Linked DNA regions of Mus musculus: region 2 is linked to region 1. The links are chromatin contacts, called in public promoter capture Hi-C maps. All regions are on one chromosome and are shown on one strand. Each heading gives the region's core, a stretch centred on a gene start, on an enhancer-like site or on the middle of the called end of the contact. The rest is flanking DNA. Distances are from core to core; before and after follow the strand shown.

What was found. Promoter capture Hi-C pulls out the DNA fragments that hold promoters and counts their contacts.
Region 2: a promoter capture Hi-C map of the HPC-7 cell line shows a contact between it and region 1. The contact joins the enhancer-like site here to the promoter of Fkbp10 in region 1. A contact is called at or near these places in 8 of 39 promoter capture datasets (the C10 cell line, the HPC-7 cell line, embryonic stem cells and 2 more), 2 of 484 Hi-C or Micro-C datasets (both in embryonic stem cells) and 3 of 9 other capture datasets (adipose tissue, liver and pancreatic islet).

The regions. Positions count from the first base shown.
Region 1 is chr11:100,413,054-100,419,079 of GRCm38.p6, forward strand. It overlaps Fkbp10 (FK506 binding protein 10), which reads left to right and starts at 2,641. Exons shown (of 10, transcript NM_010221.2): 1 at 2,641-2,972. The coding sequence starts at 2,731. It overlaps P3h4 (prolyl 3-hydroxylase family member 4 (non-enzymatic)), which reads right to left and starts at 1,663. Exons shown (of 8, transcript NM_176830.3): 1 at 1,124-1,663; 2 at 874-1,026; 3 at 556-727. The coding sequence starts at 1,603.
Region 2 is chr11:100,654,225-100,660,250 of GRCm38.p6, forward strand. It overlaps Zfp385c (zinc finger protein 385C), which reads right to left. Exons shown (of 9, transcript NM_001373887.1): 2 at 3,151-3,402. The coding sequence starts at 3,400. Among named protein-coding and RNA genes, the nearest start is that of Gm38483, 16 kb to the right of the region's middle. Within about 2 kb of position 2,542, at least 15 of the 459 cell types and tissues checked have an H3K27ac peak or open chromatin away from gene starts, as enhancers often do. A contact at or near this core is called in the HPC-7 cell line, where this site is marked.

The DNA.
Region 1 (6,026 bases), core at 1,391-3,890:
AGAGAGAGTGTGTGTTCTGGGAGAATAGGGGTCCTGATAATAGTTCTTTCTGCCTCACCGCTACCTCCCTTGAAGGGCCTTGTGGTCACGGATCCAAAGACTAGCTGTGGTTCCTCCACCCAGCCCTGCTTTCTGCACACACCTGCCTGGAGTCAATTCCTCATCTCCGTTGTTGTTCGAGACAAGGTCTATAAAGCTTCAGTTGCCCAGGAACTCACTCTGTAGACCAGGCTGGCATTGGACTCACAGAGATCAGTCTACTTCTGCCTCCTGAGTGCTGGGATTAAAGGCCTGTGCCACCGTGCCCTGTTCTTTTGTTTTTTGAGGCAATCTATTTCTCTATATAGCTGACCCAGAATTTGCTATGTATACCAGCATTTCTCTCATCAGACTGGAGACAGAAAAGGCCTGACTCGTGTGTAGCTTTGGAGCACTTTGCTAGACCTGTTGAATGCGGTCACCGGACATAGCCACGCATTAAGAGGCCTTAGAAGGCCTGGGAAGCCAGGGCACTGTGGGTGAGGGATACCTCACAGTGGTCTGAATGGTATATACCTGCTATCGCTGGGTAGAAGTCCTTGAAGTCTACCTGCTCGTGGGCCCCCTCACAGCCAGCTAGACACCGAGCAAAGACCGTCATATATTCAGCCAGGGCCCGCTCCATGTCTTCTGTGCTGCTGCGAAAGTCCCCGCTGTTGTAAAGTTTCACAGCCCGGAGGAACACAGCCTGGAGAGGTGCATGGCGGGGGTAGTCAAGAAGACCCCGAAGGCTCATAAGGTGTGTGTGTGTGTGTGTGTGTGTGTGTGTGTGTTGGGTGAAGAGGTTGTAGGAAGGTGTACCAAGGCTAGCCATCCCTCCCACTCTCTCCACACCTCGTAGGGCTGGGCCTCCAGGTCGGTGAGGGACTCATCTCCAATATCCAGCATCCCCCTGTAGTAGTTGAGATACTTGGCGGTCAGCTCGTGCTTGGGGTTCCTCTGGAGGAAGGTGTAGGCCGCAGCCACCGCCTTCTCCAGTCGGTTCGCCTGGTGAGGAGCGTGGGGAGTGGGTCAGTGGGGGCCTCGGACGCACCGCGGGCCTCACGTTCTAGGGAAACTCGACGGCGGCCCCGGCCGCGCCCACCTTGAAGTGCGCGTAGTGCAGGTACTGATAGGGCAGGCGGCTCTGGAAGTCGCGCAGCAGCTGCCGCGGTGGGTAAGGGACTTGAAAGGCGGGCAGCGTCTTCTTGCAGCGCCGCAGGCAGGCGGCGCGCTCCAGGACGTGACCGAAGAGCCGCAGCTCGCGAGCCCAGTCCTCGCCATCGCCGTCGTGGTCGCCGTCCGGGCCGGACGCGGGCCGAGGCTGAGAGGTGGCGGGGCCACTACAGTTGGCGTGGCAGAAGGCCTCGCTGTCGCGCAGCAGCCGGTGCAGCCGCAGCGCCGCCTCCAGGTAGCGCGCGCTCTCGCGCCAGCTTTCGCCTTCGTATTGCTCCAGAGCGTGGCCGTAGGCCGTGGCCAGTGGCATCAGGTCCTCCGGAGGGAATCCTCGGAAGCTGTATTTCTCGTACTGGGCCCCGGCGCTGCCCAGCAGCAGCCACAGCAGCCCCCACGCCCCGCGAGCCATGCCCGCACCGCGCCCGGAGGCTTACGGAGCAGCCGGCGACCGTCGGGCTCCAGCCAGCTCGGGCTCCAGCCCAGCCCACCCCCAACCCCCGGAGCTCCTGCTGGGTCTTAGCGCCGGGCCCTAGGCTAGAGCCGGGAGGCTGGAATGCCTCTCTAGGACCGTCAGTTGACGCTCGAGTCCACTACGTGGGCTGGCCCTCGACCACTAGCAATGCTTACACCACCACTGGCCCTCCCTGGCAGACACGGGTGGGTGGGGCTACGTTTCACGCCCAGAAAGCCCCTCCCCACAGCAGTGTCGTCCCCCCCCCCCCCCTTAAGTGCCACCTCTGTCCTTTGCGTAGGCAAAGTGGACGAAGTCACATAATCTGGTCTTTTTCTCCTCGAGTCTCCTCTGCTCCCCCTAGGTGGCCCGGTAAACACCCGCGCTGACGTCGAGGCGTACACACCTCTTGTTACCCCGCACACCTAGCACTGACACCATCAGCCTCCCGCCGGAGCAAGATTCCTGTGTCTTCAGTGCAGCCAGGCTTTTGCAGGACAAAACAACCTTTCACCTAGAGAACATTCTCCCTAACCCCCCTTTCCTCTAACCTTTCGCGGGAGGAGAGTTGGGGCGGGTGTGTGTGTGTGTGTGTGTGTGTGTGTGTGTGTGTGTAGAACTGAAATAGCCCTCAGATTACAGCCTCACCTGCACCAGAAGGGGCCTAGATTTGGGGTGCCAGGGAAAGCTAGAGATTCCTCCAACAGGCTTTAGGACCCAGAGACTCTGGAAAAAACTTTTTCATTTTGGAAGTCCACTCCAACTTCTCATCTTTCCCGAACCTCCCTCTGGGCCAGGCCCCGGGTCTCAGTCCCGGATGGAGTTTTGGGGGAGGGAGACTCAGAGATCTTTGTGGCAAATTCCTTGGACTCCAGAGACTCTCAACCTGGCCCCCACCTCCTAGTTCACCATAAAACATCACCCTGCCCGGCCAGCTCATTCTCCCCAGCCCCCATTCCACGTGGACCCGCCAGGGCGGGGTGGGGAGAGAGGACAGGAAGGGGGGGAGTCAGCTCTGAGAGGAGGGGGAAGGAGGCTAGCGGCTGGCGTCCGCTCTCACTGCCGGCGTCCCTGGTCTGGGCACCATGTTCCTTGTGGGGTCCTCCAGCCACACCCTCCATCGGCTCCGCATACTGCCGTTGCTGTTGCTTCTACAGACCTTGGAGAGGGGACTGGGCCGTGCCAGCCCGGCCGGAGCCCCCTTGGAAGATGTGGTCATCGAGAGATACCACATCCCTCGGGCCTGTCCCCGAGAAGTGCAGATGGGGGATTTTGTGCGTTACCACTACAATGGCACTTTCGAAGACGGGAAAAAGTTTGACTCCAGGTAAGAGCTTGGGCACTCCCGGACTCAGCACCACTTTCCTGAGCTTCCAGAGAATGTTGCCCCTTCTAAGGTTTGCATTCCTGTAGTGCTTTCATAATCCTTTGCCACAAACAGCATCCTGGGGAGAGCACCTCAAAGGATGCCTCCTATCTTCAATACCAAATTTTCAATTCCTAAAATATTCCCGCCCCCGCCCACGACCCCCTCCTAGCCCCCTGGAATATTTGATGCTCAGGTGAAGCGCCACATATACTTACCATAACTTAAACACAAATGGTACCCTGGCACGCAATCTTAGAGGGCAAAGAGACTGTGCCTACTACACGTAAACCCTGAAGTGAGTGGATGGATGGTCTGCCTGGTGCCGCCTCCCTTTGCACACACTCTGGCTCCCTGTCTATTTCTCTCTCCAGTTTTCTATGCCTTTGTGGTTGGAGACTGGAGAAATAACATTTCCTTGAGGGTGTAGGGCCCTAGAGCAGCTAGGGAGGGTCTTAAGCAGAGTGGGCATTATAATTTGGGGGTAGACCATAGCTGGTGCCGTGACCAAACTGTCCACGTGTCACAAAGTCTGACATGCCATCCTGGGGACTCTTAGTGCCTCCTTCTCCAAGCCTCTGGGAACTCAGTTCCTCCATCTTAGCTTTAGCAGCCAACACCACGCTCCAATGCCAGCCTTGGCTTGACGGGACCAGCATCTTCCATTCTGATCCAGGACCTTGGTCGGCCAGACAGATACCCGTTGGTTTTGGGGGGCAGATCAGAGCTGTGTGGCAGCCTCTTTCCAGGCTACAAGGTATACTTCAGGCCCTATCACACTTGAAACTCTACACCACAAAGACAAGTTGCCTTTCGGTCTCCTCTCTGAAATAGACAGTTCAGCCCACAGGCAATTAGTGGTCATGACTCTGGAGGGAGATTTTTTGGTACAGTGGATAAGAATGCCATCTCCATATTTGTAAGGCCCTGGGTTTAAATTCGGGCTGTGACAGAGGAGGAGTCTTAACTTCCCTTGTCTGAAACATGGGATGGGAACACTACCTACATCCTCAGGTTTGAATGGTGACAATGAATGACAGTGACTTCCACAGGACCTCCAGGCCTCCAGTGGGTTCAGGACATAATTGGCGTAGACTCTGGCACAACCATAAGTCTGATGGTGTTTAACTCATAGAAACTTTGTGCTCAGCATTGGTTTTTTGTTTTGTTTTGTTAAGGGGGTGGAGGAGTGGATCATGACAAGGTTTCTCTGTGTAGCCCTGACTGTTAGGAAACTCATGCTGACCTTGAACTCACGAAGATCCACTTGCCTCTGCCCCCAAGTGCTGGGATTAAAGGTGTGCACCACCACCATCCAGTACCATTGGCTTTTATATAGCGCTGTAAAGGAAATAGACCAGACATAAAGCCTGCCCTGTGGGCAGATGAGGAAGAGAGCTGGGAGCACAGCCCAGTAAGTAGCCTTTGGAAGAGATTTATCTTATGTCTATGAATCTTTTGCCTAAATGTAGGTATGCATACTGGGGGCATGCCTCATGTTGGAGGAAGTCAGAAGAGGGCTGGATGGCTGTGAGCCACCATGTTGGTGCTGTGACTTGAACTCACATATTCTGCCAAGTGTGACAAGTGCTCTAAACTCTGAGACATCCTCCAGCCTCCCTATTTGAGACAGGATGCCCTGGCTGCCCTGAGAATCACTATGTAGAACAGGCTGGTCCCAGTTTACAGAGATTGGCATACCTGTCTCCCAAGCTAAGATTAAAGGTGTGGGCCGGGTGGTGGTGGTGCACGCCTTTAATCCCAGCACTTGGGAGGCAGAGACAGGTGGATTTCTGAGTTCGAGGCCAGCTTGGTCTACAAAGGGACAGCCAGGGCTACACAGAGAAACCCTGTCTTGAAAAAACCAAAACCAAAAAAAAAAAAAAAAAAAAAAAAAAAAAGATTAAAGGCGTGTACCACCATGCTCAGCCTTCCAGCAATAGTGAGATGGGAGCTGGGGGTATCTTACCTGGTGGGGACTTCTTAAGCCTGTCTTGGGCACAGTTTCTAAATGTTGAAACTGGAAAACTTTTTTAGTCCTTGGATATCTTCAACCAAAATAGAATCTCCCAGCCTTGGAGAGATGGCTCACCACTTGTTCTTGCAGAGGACCTGGTTTTTGTTCTGAAAACTCTTTTTGTTTTTTTTTTTTGTTTGTTTGTTTGTTTGTTTGTTTTTAAGATTTATTTATTTATTACATGTAAGTACACTGTAGCTATCCTCAGATACTCCAGAAGAGGGAGTCAGATCTCATTACGAATGGTTGTAAGCCACCATGTGGTTGCTGGGATTTGAACTTCGGACTTTCGGAAGAGCAGTCGGGTGCTCTTACCCACTGAGCCATCTCACCAGCCCCTGTTCTGAAAACTCTTATGGTGGCTTGTAACAATCTGTAACTCCAGTTCCAGGGGATCTGACTCCCTCTTCTGCCCTTCTTAGGCACCAGACATGGCATGCACATGGTGCAGAGACATACAGACAAAACACTCATATACATACATACATACATACACACATACATATTTTAAAATATTTATTTATTTTATGTATATGAGTACACTGTAGCTGTACAGATGGTTGTGAGCCATCATGTGGTTGCTGGGAATTGAATTCAGGACCTCTGCTCACTCCGGTCGGCCCTACTCCCTCTAGCCCTGCTCACTCCGGCCCAAAGATTTAATTATTATTATATATAAGCACACTGTAGCTGTTTTCAGACACACCAGAAGAGGGAGTCAGATCCCATTACGGATGATTGTGAGCCACCATATGGTTGCTGGGATTTGAACTCAGGACCTTCAGAAGAACAGTCAGTGCTCTTAACCGCTGAGCCATCTTTCCAGCCCGACATACATCTTTTTAAAAGGATTAATATCCCATTCTTGGGGCTGGAAGTGTAGTTCCAGCATCCCAGTTGTAATCCCAGCACCCAGGAGGCAGAGGCAGGAAGAACCTAAGTTTAGGGTCATCCTTGGCTACATAGAAAGTTCCAGGACAGCTAGTACTACAAATGAC
Region 2 (6,026 bases), core at 1,292-3,791, 240 kb after region 1:
GCAGCTCCTCCTCCTGGTGCTTCTGAACCACACAGCTACTGGAAATCTGTGGCTTTGTGTTCGGGTCTTAAGCACAGCAGTCACCCTTTCCCACCTATTATGGGATGGTGAGACGCTGCTCATACCTCTCGATGTGGCCAATGGGAAGGTCTGGCTCTGTATCTGCCTCCCCTGCCCAGCTGCAAGTGCCCAGGAGCAGACACCAAGCATGCCTCTGAGGGTGTCTCAGCATCTTACATTGGGCTTGCACTGGGCCTGCCTAAGGCCTCTGATTCCTAGACACACCCTGGATACATAGTGACTTAATTGACCTAATGTTTAACAATCTAGAGGGGAGTGCTAGGCATCACATTTCCTGGTGACTCCGAATGTGGTGACCTCCCAAACCAACCCCACCAACACTGACCCTCTTCCCATTTTGGCACCTCTCTCTCTAACAACTGAACCACCCTACCTTTCTCCTCCCCGCCCCCTCCCCCATCTCTCCAAGAGCCTGCCTAGCTGAAGTCATCCATGCCTCCTCTCTCTCCCTTGGTTCCGCTACACAAAGGCCTCCAGAAACTGATTTCCTACCCACTCTCTTAACTACCTATTCCTAAATTTCACCTTTGTCCTCTGCTGGGGACATATGAAATAGCACATACTCCTGCCCACAATGCTACTGTGAGACTCAAAGGCCAAGGCTCACCTGGTAGGAAGGCCCCTGCCCTGTAGGGGATACCAGCTTAACTCAACCAAGTCCAGCCCATACCCTACACAAGGCTCCACTGGCCACTGCCCGGGAGGCTGAGAGCTTTTGGTCCCTGTACCAAGCTCTAGCTATGACTCTGCCCATGAGACCCTTACTCCTCTGGGATCCAACGTCAGTGTCACAGTTCTTGAGCGTCTCTGGGTTCTTCTATCGGCTCACTCACTGTCCCCTCTTCTGATATCTTCTCCCCCACCCCATACTCTTTCCCTCTGGTACTAGGGATTGAACTTGGGGTGTCTCAGGCATGCTGGGCAAGAGCTCTACCTCTGATCCATATCCCTAATCTTTGTTACATTTGTTATGGAGACAGGACTCACTAAGTTGCCCAGGTTGTGTTTGAACCCTCTCCAGAGCCCAGGCTGGCCTTGAATTTGAGATCCTCAGCTGTCTTCTGGGTTCTTGGCGTTCCTTTCGCTTTCATTACCTGAGAATAAGCGTATCTTTACATAGAGTTACTTAGATAGCTTTTTTTTGAGGGGGGGGAAGCATATTTGAAAGCCTTAAAAATGTGAGCCCCCGCTGGGCGTGGTGGCGCATGCCTTTAATCCCAGCACTTGGGAGGCAGAGGCAGGTGGATTTCTGAGTTCGAGGCCAGCCTGGTCTACAAAGTGAGTTCCAGGATAGCCAGGGGTACACAGAGAAACCCTGTCTCGAAAAACCAAAAAAAAAAAAAAAAAAAAAAAAAATGTGAGCCCCCTTCCCCTGCCCCTCCCCCGCCACCAGGGATGGAAAGATGATGGCTATGCAGACTGTTCTTCCAGAGATCCTGAGTTCAATTCCCAGCAACCACGTGGTGGCTCATAACCTTCTGTAATGGGGTCTGGTGCCCTCTTCTGGTGGGTCTGAAGAGAACAATGGTGTTGTACTCATATGCATAAAATAAATAAATAAATAAATAAATAAATAAATAAATAAATCTTTTTTTAAAATGTGAGCCACCTGAACAGCAGCTTGAACCTCATAGATTAAAAAATTATATTTAATATATATGATATATATAATATTTGATGAATAAATGTATGACTTTTAAAAAAAAAAAAACCTTGCTATGTAAACCAAGCTGGCCTTAAATTTACAGTCACCCTGCCTCAGCCTCCAGATTACAAGAATACACCACCCACCCAGTTGAAATGGAAGACTTTTTAACCCATCCCACACACACCTCCCCATCCTACGTGCTCCAGAAACAGTAATCCATAAAATTTACTCAGTCACAGTCTTGGAAATCCAGCTCTAAGTGCCTCCTCGAAGGAGTTAATGCTGATAAAAGAGTCTTCCTGTCATTTGCTAGGGACATGACCTCAGCCTGAAATGCCCCTCACCTGTCCTGTGACCATTACTCTCTCTCCGAGGCCTTTGTGTCCCTGAGGGTATGTCTCAACTTCCACCATGCTCTGGGGGCACTATAGAAATGTCATCCAAAGATTAGGCACTCTCAAGATTCAGGGCAGCCTCTGGCAAAACTACCCTGCCGGGCTGCAAGGTGGGTTTCTTGAACCACCCCCAAGATCTGGGGTACTGATGCCTCCTGCCTCTCCCTCCTAGGCTTTTGTGGCTCAGCCTTCCTTGCCAGCCTGCAGCGCGTGACCCCCACGTGTCTGTCAACAGGCATCATCTTCACAGAAGCAGTCACCCATTTCCCCCAGAAACTGCACTGTAGCCAGATGCCCCTACAGCGCTGGGAGCCAATCTTCCCCCCACCCCACCCCCAGCCCCTACCCTCCTCCATGCAAAGTCACCCCAGGCAGGGAGAGGCAGAAATCCTGGCAGAGAGTCCAGCTGCCACAGGAAGAGGGACCTCCTGTTGTTCTCAGTTGGAGTGCTATGAAAACTGTCTGACTCCCGGCCAGAGAAGCAGGAGTATGGAACACGCTGCAGGCTGGAGCAACGTTATAAATGTCCTAATCTCAAACACTTCCACAGGGAGAGCGCCTAGAATTGAAGAGACCTCCAGAGGAGACCTCGAGACTCTCAAAACCCAAGGGATCCCATGGAAAGCTTGTCAGAAGCAAAACAAACCTCCTTTGGTTTTGTGGAATCCAGAGGACATGCCAGGCAAGCGCCATACCACCGCGCTACATTTCCAGGTTTGGGTTTTTTTTTGTTTGTTTGTTTGTTTTGTTTTTTGTTTTTGTTTTTGTTTTTTTTTTCAAGACAGGGTTTCTCTGTGTAGCCCCGGCTGTCCTAGAACTCACTCTTGTAGACCAGGCTGGCCTCGAACTCAGACTGCCTCTGCCTCCCAAGCGCTGGCGTGCGCCACCACAGCCCGGCTCCATTACCAGGTTTTAAAATAAAACCTGACAGCACCACAGAGGGAAGCCACAGACCCAAGGTCCCTTAAAGGGACCCAAAGCCAGTTTATAGGAGGGGACCTAAGCTCAGCGCCACTCCACACTGACCTGGCCCCGTGGAGGTCTTGCCCAGGCTGAGCTGCCGAAGCCTTCGCTGGTGGGCGCGTCCCCCACAATGCACCTGGGCCTGGGCTGCAGAGTTCAGCTGGATGTTGCAGACATCGCAGAGCGTGTAGGAGGGTCGTTTCCTTTCCCGCTTAGGCTTCGATGATTCTGGAGAGTGAGGGGGGCACTCAGATGCTGCAGTTGTAGGGGGCTCCTTCTCACCTGAGGGGGGTGGGCTCAGTGGCCGCTTCATACCTGAGGAGATAGAGAGGGAGACAGATATAACACAGTGGCTCCGGAATACACCCCTCAGCCAAAATGTCAAGAGAAAACACGATGGGCAGGCAGAGTACCACTGAAGTACGGGATCCCTAGGAAGAGTGTCAGAAATGGCTGCGCATGGGGAGCCGGTTGGACACAGGGTCCCAGGGCCTGAAAGCAAATCTCAAAGACCGAGATGGGATCTTGGAGACAAGGTAACACTGGAGAAACACAGCAGCAGGCCAGTGGAGTCGCACTTTGGAAAGCTGAGTCCTGTTCTGAAGCCTCCAGGCAGGAGCTGACAATACTGTGACTGACAGGCCTGTGGCGCTTCCTGGAGACACAACAGCCCTCTGGCCAGAAACCCAACCATCCTGTGCCCCATACCCAGCAGGGTGACACTCACCAATAAAGACAGCCTACAAAGCCATCCCAAACCCATCCCACATGGCTTGAGATGGCCCTGTCTTGGTCACATGAGCCCAGGCCACAGCTGGCAGCTTGGTGGAGACCTGGGTCTGCTGAACACAGCATTCACACATTGCCCCAACCTAGACACTCATGTCCTTCTTACAGGCAATTGTCCCCTTTGAGGATTACCCCCCCACCCCCATTTCTCTGGCACTTTCTCTCACATTTCTGCTTCTGTTTCTCCTCTGGAGTTGGCTGCTAAATCTCTCTCAGACAGAACTTGTAATCATTTCCTTCCTGGTGTGTGTGTGTGTGTGTGTGTGTGTGTGGTGTCCTCAAGTGAGCACTCACACATGTTCCTGCATGTGTGTGAGAGAGAGAGCGAATGTGTACAATATATGTGTATGTATATATGTGATTGTCCCTGTGTGCAAATGCATGTGTGCCCATGTGTGCATGTGTGTACATGTGCACATTCACACATGTATGCACATGTGTGCCTGTGCCTGCACGTTTGTGTTTCCTGGCTCACTTTACTTCCTGAGGGCAATGCCTGCTTCCCTGAACAACCCCAAGATTTGGGGGGAGCATGACTGAGAGCCCATCTCTCTACTTACAGATGAACCGTGTGACCCTGTTCCATTCATGTTGAAGCCCTAACCCTTAAGTATTCCACAATGTGACTGTATTTGGATAAATGACCTTTAAAGAGGCAACTAAGTTAAAATGACAGCGTAGTAGTAGGCTGCAAACCCAAATGCTGTCTTCCTTTATAAGACAAAGGATTTGCCCAAGGCTATTTCAGAAGAAATCACCCCTGAGCCAGGCTATAACACACACCTGTTATCCCAGCTTTAATGGAGGTTTAAGCAGGAGGATCAGGAGCTGGAAGCTAGCCTGGGCTACATGGCTAAATGTTGTCTTTAATTAAAAAAAAAAAAATGTAGAGAGGCTAGAGGGATGGCTCAGTGGTTAAGAGCACTGTCTGCTCTTCCAGAGGTCCTGAGTTCAATTCCCAGGAACCACATGGCAGCTCACAACTGTCTGTAACTCCTGTCCCAGGGGATCTGACACCCTCACACAGACATGCATGCAGTCAAATCAGCAATGTACATAAAATAAGAATAAGTAATTTAAAAAAAAAAAGACTAGAAGGGGGCTGGAGAGATGGCTCAGCGGTTAAGAGCACTGATTGCTCTTGTGAAGGTCCTGAGTTCAAATCCCAGCAACCACATGGTGGCTCACAACCATCCGTAATGAGATCTGACACTCTCTTCAGGTGTGTCTGAAGACAGCTACAGTGTACTTACGTGTACTTACGTATAATAATAAATAAATCTTTAAAAAAAAAAAGACTAGAAGGTTTGAGTGTAGCTCAGGTGATGGAGTTGTTTGCCTAGCATGAGGGAAGTCCTGGGTTCGATCCCCAACACTACGTGGACCAAGTATGGCGGCACGTGTCTGTCATCCCAGCACATAGAAGGGTGAGAAGATCAAGGTTATTTTTAGCTAAGTAGAGAGTTCGAGGACAAATGTAGGGTACATCTGACCCTGCCTATTAGGTTAATTAATTAAAGAAAATAATAAGAAGAAAAGTCACCATTGCCACTGCCAGTCCTGTGACACCGTGATCGCTCAGCCCTTTAGCCCCAGAGCTAAGACACAATGCATTTCCGTTGTTTAAGCCTCTGCCTTACAGAGCTTTAGGACGACGGCAGCTGGAGAAAGCTAATACTTCTCCCTCAAGGTCATTTCCCAAGTCCTTAGTCCCAGGCTCATTCTGCACACCAGCTCAGTCAAGCAATGCTGTAAAGTTCTCACAGGAGCACGTATCTCTCCGTGGAGTCCATGTGACGAGGAAGGGTATTACCCAAGTCCATGGCCGTGAACCTGCATGCGTTCCCTGAATGTTATCCGTGAGCTATTTGTTGTTTTAGCAGACGGTGGCCCCTGTGAAATGTGTCTGTCATTATGCATGTGGGGGCTGTGGGGCGGGTGGAAAAGTGACCTAGCTCAGAGTAGGTGTTCACTAGTGATTCACACTCCAGTGTCAGCTCTGGCCTGCACATCAGCTGTGATGTCTGAGGCCACAGCAAAGGTCACTGTTCACGATGGGTGGCTAATGGGATCTGACTCGTTCACCCTGGGTGCCTGTCACAGCAAAGCTCCGCCACCGTGTAAGTGCCATTGTGCTCACACCTCCAACT